Regions from separate parts of the Mus musculus genome. Here region 2 is linked to region 1. The links are chromatin contacts, called in public HiChIP or PLAC-seq maps. All regions are on one chromosome and are shown on one strand. The core of a region is the stretch at or near the end of the contact, and the rest is flanking DNA. Distances in the headings are between cores, read along the strand shown. Region 1 holds the start of Sema4b (sema domain, immunoglobulin domain (Ig), transmembrane domain (TM) and short cytoplasmic domain, (semaphorin) 4B). Region 2 overlaps Crtc3 (CREB regulated transcription coactivator 3).

Region 1 (5,936 bases), core at 304-2,803:
TCAAACCCTCACACTGACAGATACATGTAAAAAAAAATTTTTTTTTTTAGACAGGATATCTCTGTGTAGCCTTGCTGTCCTGGAACTGGCTCTGTAAAACTCAAGAGATCTTCCTGCTTCTGACTCCCAGGTTGATGGGATTAAAGGCCTGGGCTACAGGCCTGACCTTGAAACAGTATTTAAAGTGCTATTTATTTCATGTGCATTGGTGTTTTGCCTGCATATATATTTTATGTTACACACACAAACACACAGGTCAGAGGTCACAGCTTGTGGAGTAGACTCTGTCTACTGTGTTTGAGAAGAGATTAACAGGAGGAAAGGAAGCAGCAGTTAGAGCAGAAACAGTACATTTCAGATGATGGGTTAACCAGTGCAATTGGACATGTGGCATATGAGAAAAGACACGAGACTGTAGAAGGATGTCAGGGTGGTGACAGTACAGGAGTTGTGGAGCATGGGGAAGTCTGGATGTAAGAAAGAAGACCTGAGACCATCCAAGAGCTTGTCTGCTCTGACTGCCACCTGCCTGTGGGGGTGGGGAGGAGAGTAGAAAGATGTGGCTCTGGAACTGCCCACATGGGCACACATGGGCAGCAGCGAGTGCAGTGTAGCTTCGACAACTGCAGAAAAGTCTGGGGGAAGTGGTTTCATTGCCACAAGAACAATGAACACATATTTTTAAGTTTTTAATTTTATCCATTCACCTAGGAAAAGCTGAAACGGGTTTCCAAAACCTTGATGTCTTTGTTGATCTCCCCCTCTTTATTTCCCTCTATTCCTTTGCTGTGGCTCCACCAAATTGACTTCAGATTGGGGTACCTGCGGGTGGATACCTCTGGCGTCTCATTCCAGCCTTAGGGAATCCTTTCCTATGCTCAGCCACGTGCTGGTTGTGGGGGGGAAGGTCTAGCCTCTTTGGCAGTGCAGTCCGTGAAATCCTAATTATCCCACTTGAACTGATTCTGCGCCGGCCCCGGGCTTCGCGTGGACAGAATTCTAAGCATGGACAACCGAGCAGAGTATCTAGATTCTAGACCATGCATAGACCTCTCGCGGAAGTAAGACTGGAAAGCTACCAGTCTCCGTCTCAGAGTCTGCACAGCTCCCAGAGCGGGGGTGGGGGTAGGTAGGGGGCATGTGGGGCAGGGTTCCCGGGAGCCGGAAGGAGGGCGGGTCCGTGCGGCTTTGCGAGCTCCTCGGTCTCCGGGCTTCAGGTCCCCAGGCTCTGCTCCGCTCCCCCTCCCCCCCAGTGCCCCAAGTCGGGTGACTCGATCCAGCGCCCCTCGTACTTCAGCGCCCAGGAAGGAGGAAGGGGAAAGAGCTGGGCAAGGACCAGCTAGGAGGCCCGCCTACCCGTCGACTTCCTGCTCCGCGCCCTCCTCCCTGCGGCGAGAGCGCGGGGCTTTCACCCGCAGCACTGGGCAGAGGGAGCCTACGGTGCGGCGGCCCACGTGACCACCTTCCCTGCCGCCCACCCCCAGGTCCAGAGGCGGAGGCCGAGGGAAGGACTCCGGGCCGAACCGCGGGGCGGGGCTCCAGCCTGCGATTCCACTTGAGCAACCTGAGCCGGAGGAGGACGCCGCTGCCTGCTGCGGTCCGAGCTCCACGCGCCGCGATGGGCCGGGCGAGCCGCTCCGCTGTCCTGCGGCGCGCGCTGCTGCTGCTGCTGCTACTGCTGCTGCTGCGGACGACGACTACGCGGGCGCTCGGCCCCCGGATCAGTGTGCCGCTGGGTAAGTGCTATGGGGCGCGGCAGAAGGAGGGGAGCGCGGGCAACGAGATGCTTGGTGGGGTGGCCACGACAAAGGAGAGGTTGAGGTCCACTAGGACCAGGAAAGCAGTTGTGGTCAAAGCGAAAGAGGAGGGAAAGCTAGGGAGCTGAGAGCCCTTTTCTTCCATTTTCTATCTGGACTTGGAGAGGGCCGCTTTCTTGCTCGGTTGCAGCTGCTCTTGCTCGGAGGGAGCACACTCGGCACTAGGGGCCTCAGGTGCCAGCCATCCTGCCTACTCATTTACTTGTCTTTGATGCTGACCAGAGTCAGCCTTGGAGCCACCAACGGCACGGGGCTGAGGGCACTGCTGCTGGCCGTGCTATAAACTCTGGGCTTATGATATTCTCAGTCAGCCACAGCAGAGCCTGGAGTTTGGCGGGTGGGTGCCAGGTCTTTCCTCCCTGCCGGCCCATCTCTGACTGATCGACCTGGAGAATTCACCCCCTACTCCAAACACAGGGACTTGGAAACTGACATTGCGAAGACCCATCTGTACCCTGTCTAGAGGGGCCTGAGGGTATCACCCTGGTGGGCCACATTCCTTTTTTGGTGGTTTACAGCTGCCCCTGGCTGCCTGTGTTTCCAATCCTCCACTCATTCTTTACTTCCCTTAGTCTGATCGCCCCTGAACCTTTTCCAGGGAACCTCAACGTTTGGAATTCTAGGGACTTAGCCCAGTAAGTACTTCCTACTGCCCGCACTCCAGCTTCCTCCCCTGCAAAGTCGCCTCAGGCTTAGATACCTTGCAAAGTCATCTTGGGAAATTCATAAAACTTGGTGCATTCGGAGGGCATCAGGCACATAGGTGCCAACAGACAATGTTTGGCCAAACCCCTCTAAATTGCAAACTGTCACTGTGAGTTAGTGCATAAATTAGAGGTTACAGACTAAAACTCTACCAGACTTCCTACTCCATATTTGCATCCCCACCCCTAAAAGCATCCCATTTGCAAAAGGATAGAATCAGCTCTTCAGTTAAGGCCCCTAACAGGATCTCAGTCCCTTATCCAAAACATTGTTGGTAGCTCAAGTTCAAATCCTGTCTCAGCCACTTAGTTCCCACATGACCTTAAGTAAACAACTTCTCTGTGCCTTGATTTCTTCATCTGTAAAATGGGATATTAGCGCCTTGCTCAAGGCGCAGCTCATTACCAGTTGCAAAGTCCTTAGGATAGGGCTTGGTACAGAAACCTCTCAGCGGGTGTTTGCTGTCATTCTTGTTATGTTAAACTCGGACCACTCCTGCATGGAACTGGGTGGTTCGCTGTGGGTGGGGATGGTTCTAGAGTTCACTGCTGCTCCTTGGGAGTTCTGTTCTTGAAGTGAGAAATGACTGAAATCGGAACCCAGGACTGATGCTCTGCCACTTTAAAACACTTACTTAGCTTGTGTGTGGGTGTAAGGGCACACGAAAACATGACGTACATGTGGAGGTCAGTGAGGTCAGAGGGCAGCTGGTGAAATCCTCCCTCAGCCGTGTGGATCTCAGGACCTAAGCTCAGGTCCTCAGGTTTGGTGTCAAAAATCCCTTTCCCTGATGCGCCACCTCCCCATGACCCCCTCACCTTGTTGACCCAGGGTGGAGGTATGAGCTAGGTATGGAACCTGTCCTGTGTTAGGTGTGTTAGGCTCTGAGCCATACATACCCCTTGCTGCTTCTGTCATCCTGTGTTTCCCTAGAGCTCTCAGCCCTCCCGAGGCTGCAACCCTTTAATGCAGTCCCTCAGGTTGTGATGACCCCCAACCATAAATTACTTTTGTTACTGCTTCATAGTTGTAAATTTGCTAATGGGCTGAGGCCCGCATGTTGAGAGCTGCTGTCCCAGCCGTAAGGAAGGGGCTGTGAGATAGAGACACGTGCCCCTGTGGATCCCGCTTACGCCTGGGGAAGGCAGGACTAGCTTTTGGGGCTACACCAAACACAGTAGGTCTTTTGCCTTAGGGAGTGATGTGAAGACTTGATAGGGGCGTAGAGAGGCCCTTCTTCCTGGGAGAGCATCTGTCTTGGGTTAGCTGTATAGTTCCAGGACCTGGCCACCTCCCACAATTCCCTGATCATTCAAGGCTGCCACAGGTGGGCAGTGTGTGACTTGTGCACTGTACAGAGGTATTTAGCTGAGGGGTTGAAAGGGCTGGCAGGCCAGGAACACAATTTTATTGTGTTTGCGGGACGGATTCTAGGTTCTGCCTGGGGGGGGGGATGGGGGGGGGATGCTTTTTCAGTCCTCCCTAAGCTCTGCAGCGTTGTAGCCATGCCCAGCCACCTCACCACTGGGTGTGCATCCACACCTGACTGAGCTCCCCGCCACCACAGAGCTTTACCTTCCAGGGCCTCCACAGCACCCTTGAGACCTGCTTCTGCTTCCTTTCCTCCCAACTACAGGAAGGTCCTGTGGCTGGAGTCCCACATGGGGAATGCCCTGGTGACTGAACTGGCTCGCCCTTTGAGTCTGACCTGAGACAGTTTCCTGTCTCATCCCTGGGGGCTTGTTAGATGTTCCTGGCATTGTACCCATCCTTGGCAGGCCCATGGTGACCATGGGTGCCTGGCCCAAGGCCTTTTTAGCCTTCTGACACAGGCAGGCCTATCAGGGATTGCACAGAACTGAGACCACACCCCTTTTCCCACCACCTGAACTGAATTCCCACCCAAGTCTACTCTCAAGAACCTGAGCTTAGGGATAGTGGACTTCATCTGTGATCTAAAACCAAGTCCCTTGAAGTGGGAAGGTCCAGTTTATTCTGCATCTAGGGGCTCATAGAGAACTCTCATTCCTGCTGATGGTTCTTGGGAGCCCTTAGCTTGGAGGTGTTCTTGTGACTTCACCTAATGGTTAGGAGAGGGAAGGAAGACCCGGGACATTTTGGGTGAGAGTCGGGAGCGGCCATGAGGATTCCTAAGCCAGCTGGAAGTCTGTGAAAGTCATGCTTCAGAGCAGAGCATGAAATTTGGGTTCTTTTACAATGGAAACTCCACTCCAGGGCTGTAAAGTGGGGTACGAGCAGGAATCTGGCCTTGAAGAAGCAAAACAAAACTGCTCCCACAGCCTACTGAAGTCTGGTGGAACCACCTTATTTGGGCAATTAAAAGAGTTATTAATGTCTCCCAGCCCCAGAGACGTCCTGCTCTGGAAAGTGTATGAACCAGATTGGAATTAAATCTGTAGGCCTGCAAAACGCAGTCAACAAAACCCCATTGAATGCAGAAAACAAGGCACTTGGCACGAGCCAGCTGCCCGTCTGAGTCAAGGATGCCCGAGTGGCCCCTGTGCTGGCCGCGGTTCTGGTTCCCTCTTGCCTGCTATTGACCTCTGCCTCACATGACCTCGGCCCAGCGTGAGACTCTGTAGTTCTGTCTCGTATGTGGGCCTGTTCATGACCCTTCAGAGGCACGTGGATGGTGGAGAGCTTCAAGAATGGGGGCTGAGAGCCAATCTGGGAAAGCTGGCTCACCACTCTCATCAAAGGACACATCAAATGGCAAGCAGTGGCCTTCTTAAGCCTGTATCCTTGTCCACAGAACCAGAAGAATAGCAGGACCCATCTCCCAGGCTCCTGAGAGGATTATGGAAATAGCATATGTAAAGTGCTTGGCGTGAGTCCCGACACATGCAGCCTGCCCATGCCCATGGAAGGGAGCAGCGTCTGCTGCATGCTACCCTGCCCAAGCCCACCAGCCTTCCTGCAGGAGGTGGATGCTGAGTTGGTGGCGCCTGCTCTGCCCAGGTCCCAGGGTCGATGGGAGGTCATTCCCACTGACTTGCTTAGGTTTGCCCCCATTTCAAGAGCTTATGGTTTTGTCCCTTTCAGCGTTATTCTGTGACTCAGGACCCTCCAGTGCTTGGGACTGGATTTTGCCTCATGCCCCCACCCCCCACCTTTGCTGCTGCTCTCTGCTCTGTGGAAGTCATTCAGCTGGTGCTGTGCCTCCTACATTTGTAGAGTGTGGGAGGAACTTGTGATGTACTGCATAGTGTAGTCATCTTCTGGTTGATGGGACCTGGTTGAGAGGTCTGCAAAGTCAATGTCACCATACATATCTCCCTTTTTAGAGCCCGTGGCCCTTGTCCCATCTCTGTGGTTGCTTAGGCTGGGTCAGGGCTCAGAAACTTCTGGTGGAGCCCTCCCTGCACCCTAGGGGAAAGAGGATCAACAGAACTA
Region 2 (5,309 bases), core at 474-2,973, 430 kb after region 1:
TCTGTTTGGTTTTTCCTTTCCCTGGGAGCTGGCAAGCTTTGCTAATGCTCTTACAAACTGATTCAGAGCCAGGCCATCCTCTAGGATGTATTGCCCAGAATGAGACAGGTTCCCTGAACACGCAGTACAGTCCTTCCTAGGACTTTACCTGTTCCATTCCCAATGTCAGAACATTTCCTGGGAACTGCTAAGTTCTTGAATATACTATCTATGGTGACTTGAATGAGAACAGCCCTCATAGCCTCTCATGTTTGAATACTTGGTCTCTAGTTGGTAGAACTAGTTAGGAAAGATTAGGAGGCGTGGCCTTGTTGTAGGAGGTGTCACTGGGTAGGGGTGGACTTTGAGGTTTCAGAAGACATTCCCAGTTAGCTGTCTCTGCTTTGAGGTTGTGTCTCAGGATGTGAGTGCCCAGCTATCGCTCCAGTGCCATGCCTGCCAGCATGCTTTCTGCCATGCTCCCCACAATGATGTCATGGACTCTAAGCCCCTAATAAACTCTTTCTTCTATAATTTTCCTTGGACATGGTGTCTTATCACAGAACTAGAAAAGTAACTAAGATACTATCTGAAGTTATTTTCCTTAATTAATTAATTATTACTATTTGCCTCTTAGCTGTCCACCGTCTCCCAAAGGACTGTAAAACTCAAAAATACAGGGTTGATATCCCCTTCATCACTTTGAGCTCTGTGCCTAAGACATTGCCTGGTCCAGGAAAGGGTCTCCATGTGTGTTTAGTGAGTGGACACATCACACCCTACTTCTTTCTTAACCTTTAAGCCTCAATCCCCTTCTCTCTCCCGTCCGTGTCTCTCTCTCTCTCTCTCTCTCTCTCTCTCTCTCTCTCCATCTCTCTCTCCCCCTACCCCTTTTCTTCCCTTTTCTCTCTTTCCCTTCCCCCTCCTTCCAGTCTTTTCCTTCTTCATGCTGAGAATGAACCCTAGGCTGTGCACAAGCCATAAGGCTCTGCCACTGAGCCACGCTACCAGGGAAATTTTTTTTCTTGAACCCAAACCCTCAAGAATGCTAGGCAAGCACCTACCACTGAGCTGCACACTCCAGCCCCTGCACAGTTCAATCAGGCAGAGAAACATCTGGTTGTTTGCTAGAGGATTCCAAGCCATTTGGACAATCGCTCGGTGTGCCACTCCACATCAGATGTGCTCGTTAGATAAACTGCTTCCCTTTACCCTCTACATTCTACATGAAGTGTGGGAAGGAATTCCCACGATCCTACATCATTCTTATGTGCCCTGACGGACACCATGTAACAGAGAGAACTAGAAGTCACTGCAGCCCTGTGGGCTGGATCTGTCCAGTGGGGAGAGCTGGGAGAAGTCAACACTCCCCAGAACCACTGTCCTCACCTCTCAGCAGAGAGAGACCTAGAGGCCATGATGGCCAGGAAAGCTGGGCTTCCTCTCTACATCCCTGCTGTTCCTCACAGGAGTATTCTCCTGCATATGTTAGCATGGCCACTGAGTGGACGAGCCTGGGCTACATGAGTCGCAGCAGTGGACTCTTGGGCAACTTACTCTGATATCTTAGTTTTCTCGTGGGAAAACTGAGGGTTAAAAAACAAACGACTCATTGAATTCTGAGGACTAAATGACATATAAATTGCCTAGCACAGTGTCTGGCATGGGTAGGTGCTCAGTAAACATGAGTGCCCTCCCCCACTTCCTGGTTTCTAAGCTTATGAAGCCAACTCTGCCATCACTGCCAGGAATCAGCTCTCTGCAGGGAGACTCGCCCCGCCCATCTGCTCCTTCCTCCGCCAGGCTTGTCCTGAGCTCAGTGAAGTGAGAGAAGCTTCCTCACTTCTGCCTCTCCTTGTCCTAACCAGCAGGCTCAGGTTTGTCTGCCCCAACCCTCAGTACTGTGCTGGCCCCACTCAGAAAGCCACCCTAGCCTGGCCCCTGTCCGACTCCCAACAGACAGTGCTGAGCTCAGCCGGTCGGGCTCACAGCTCCTTTCTTCATTACTCAGCCACACAGAGTGCGCTGGTACATCTCTGTTTAGGAGGCTTCCTAAACGCCCACTTTACATCTTACCTGTCATTTACTGAGTCTGAGACTAGACAGACAGACAGTCTTGTAAGATTTCCTCTTTCAGTTCCAAAAGCAGGTCATCAGGTCAACAAAACACAAACACATGGATCTGCCTGGGTTTGGCTAGACAGCCTACATCTCTCTAGTTGATTCAAAGTCAAGCTTAATACTGCTGATTTCTGAAGAAAACGTCAAAGATGCCTTGTCCACCAGAACTGAATGCTTATGTTCTGTTCTAGTCAACGGAACTTTACCGACGCTCTCATAACCAACGACCGAGCTCTTCCCAGTCTGGCTGTAGGGATGTTTACAGTTTTAAACTCTGTTACTTTTATTGCTTCCTCTCTGCAGATCAGATGAAGCTCTGAGGCCACAGGGGAACCACAGGGAGATAAATCCCGGCCATTTCTCAATCATTTCAAAACACACTCTCCTCAGACAGGGAAAAAGGATATCTGTCTCCCTGGCTTGTCCCCAGACCTTCGGTGAAGGGGGTGGAAGCGGTTCCGGGCTGGCCTCTCCACCAGCCCATGGTGGCGGGTTCCACGAACATTATCGGCTTGATGAAGTGATGGCTGCAGAGAGAAAGAAGAACAGTTAGCCTCAACCATGAACTGCCACTCACCCTCAGGAGCAACTGGTAACAGACAAAAGCCGGAGCTTCTAACTTTACTATTGCATGTTGGTGCTTTGCGTCAAAGTAAATAAAATGTCACACATGGCTCTGTTTCTATATAATTACAGAATATATCAAAAATAGCCTTTAATGTGTTAATATGGAAGCAGGCAGATTCTATACAAAAATTGTCACAATTAGGAAATGGAGAATCCGGGGGACTACGACTTCAAGCTCTTCTTGCTCTTCTAAAATTCTCCTCTAAGATGTGTTTATTGGGCCAGCAAGATAGGTCAGTGGGTAAAGGTGCCTGCCTCACCAACCCCGAGTCTGAGTTCAACCCCTGATCCCACAAACAGAAGGAAGGAAAGAACCAACTCTATGAAGTTATTCTCGGATCTCTACACAAATGCCAGACGCACTCGCCCCCATACACAGACACACACACACACACACACACACACACAGACACACACACACACACGCACACACACGTTTAAAACTGCAATATCGAGCTGGGTGCCACACACCAGTAATCCCAGAATTTGAAGGGTAGAGGCAGAATAATCACAATTTCAAAGCCAACCTAGGCCACAGGGTGAAACAAACAAATAAACAAAACCAAAAATAAATATCAAAAAGAAATCAAACCCTGTTGCCCTACAGTACTTAATGCTCCTTTTGCTCTTCAAGCCTACCTGTATATAACCTTTACATTATATAACTGTATATAACCTTTACATTATATAACTGTATATAACTGTATATAACTGTATGTAACTTTATATTAACAAGCCTACCTGTATATAACCTTTACATTATATAACTGTATATAACCTTTACATTATATAACTGTATATAACTTTATATTAACTTTTATATTGTTGCACCTCAGAGTGAACATTTCTGATATATAGCTTTTATGCGTGACATTATTTCATAAATATGTTATAAAACCTATTTATTAGTTCAGAAATCACACAGTACTTCATCTCTAGTATTCAAAAAACCAGCAATCTATATTGTAGTTCAAAAATGTATGAAATCCCTCAACATCTTCCACTTGCTAACAAGCTCCTCTGTCCTCCTGGTGTATAAGATGGGGATGATAACTTCCACTCAGGCTTGTTAAGGACATGAAATAAAGGACCAGCAAGATGGCTCAGTGGTTTTAGTTTGCCACCCATGCTTCAGTTTAATCCCCAGAACCCACATGGTGGAGAGAGAAAAGTGACTCCCATAAATTGTTCTCTGAACTCCACGGGTATAATATGAGTAAGTAAATAAATGTAATAAAAATAAGACAAAGTACAATAGCATGAGATCCCTTATGTGTGGACTGCTCTGTCCCATCTGAGTGTGGGCATTAGAGGCGAGTTTAGGTGTGCATATTATCTGGCATGCTGGGAAGCACATGAGAGGTCACCATATGCATCCTACATCCCCCTCAACAGACCAGACCTCTGTGAGGCTCTGCGAGGCCCCGCCTGCTGCGCATGCTGTACCACCTCTCTGAGAGCTAGCTGTAGCCTTCAGTGACCGTCTGGGTGAAGGATTGGAGAGAGGTAAGTGGACCACACGGCTTGCTGTGGCCGTGGTCAATGACTTAGGAGCAAACAGATGTATGTGTGATGCAAACAAACTCTCACACTCTTTTCTTTCTGCTGTGAGAATGCTAAGTCCCAAGCTGGGATGGATGTTCCTTCTGCCTGGACTGCAGGAAGACACAGGAGAGCTTCCCTGGCTGCCCTGAAGCCATTGACCTGTGTAATCCCAGAGAAAAGCGGATGTGTGCTGAGAGCCCCACAGGGTTTAGGCTGACTTCCTGTGGCAAACCCTCTGCTGTGGTAGTGATGGCAGGGAGGGCTGCACTGAGGAGAACAGGGGGGTATGGGGGGCCATAAAGCCCAAAGACCACAAACTGTTCATATATACTGTTAGGAGGACCTCAGCTCAGCTCCCAGGAGCACTGTAAAGATTCAGAACCTGAGACGCAGGAGACCTCACGCAGTATTTCAGAGTTATCTGGGGTGCCGTGTGGGCCGCTCAGGGCAGCCCAGCATGTTGCAAGCACAGCATGGGCAACAGGAGCAAAGTTGTCTGAAAGAATTTCTAACAATTCCAAGCATTCATTGTGGGAGAAATCCAAACTCAGTTGTCCTTCCGTGGCTTTTGTTTGTTTGGGGTAATTTGGCAGCTTTTTCTGAAACAATAAAAGGGGGCTAGCCAAGTCATCTCCTGGGGTCTGGAGCTAGAACCGCTCTTCAATTGGTTGATGAGCACCAGAAGAGGAGGGTAGCACACAACGCTGACTGTGGCAACCTAAAACATCAACAGCCCGCAAGTGCAAGTTAACACCAGGAGCCAGAAAGGACCTTAGCAGTCGAGGGCTGGCCTGCTGGGTTCTGTCTTACAGGATGACCTAATTATTGAGGGTGAGCACAGGGAAATGTCTGGGTAGCCACCAAGGGAGAAGGATTCTGGGCCTAAGTCACTAGTCTGTGGGAGGGCAGACTGAGAGTAGAGCCTGATCCAAAAAGAAACAAGATTTCAAGGAGCTCCAGGGGTGAGGGCAGGCTGAGGCTAACACTCAGGTGGCCGAGGAGGCGGCTAAGACCATTTCTCCCTTTGCTTTGGTAAG

The links. HiChIP or PLAC-seq counts read pairs in DNA pulled down with a chosen protein or histone mark.
Region 2: a FOXA1 HiChIP or PLAC-seq map of pancreatic cancer cells shows a contact between it and region 1. The contact joins the enhancer-like site here to the promoter of Sema4b in region 1. A contact is called at or near these places in 1 of 39 promoter capture datasets (liver), 1 of 484 Hi-C or Micro-C datasets (the HPC-7 cell line) and 2 of 115 datasets of contacts at active chromatin or transcription factors (pancreatic cancer cells and regulatory T cells).

Annotation. Positions count from the first base shown.
Region 1 is chr7:80,197,035-80,202,970 of GRCm38.p6, forward strand. Sema4b (sema domain, immunoglobulin domain (Ig), transmembrane domain (TM) and short cytoplasmic domain, (semaphorin) 4B) reads left to right here and starts at 1,554. Exons shown (of 14, transcript NM_001360135.2): 1 at 1,554-1,736. The coding sequence starts at 1,619.
Region 2 is chr7:80,627,113-80,632,421 of GRCm38.p6, forward strand. Crtc3 (CREB regulated transcription coactivator 3) reads right to left here. Exons shown (of 15, transcript NM_173863.2): 3 at 2,508-2,627. Among named protein-coding and RNA genes, the nearest start is that of Gm15880, 6.2 kb to the right of the region's middle. Within about 2 kb of position 1,724, at least 231 of the 459 cell types and tissues checked have an H3K27ac peak or open chromatin away from gene starts, as enhancers often do. A contact at or near this core is called in the HPC-7 cell line, liver, pancreatic cancer cells and 1 more, where this site is marked.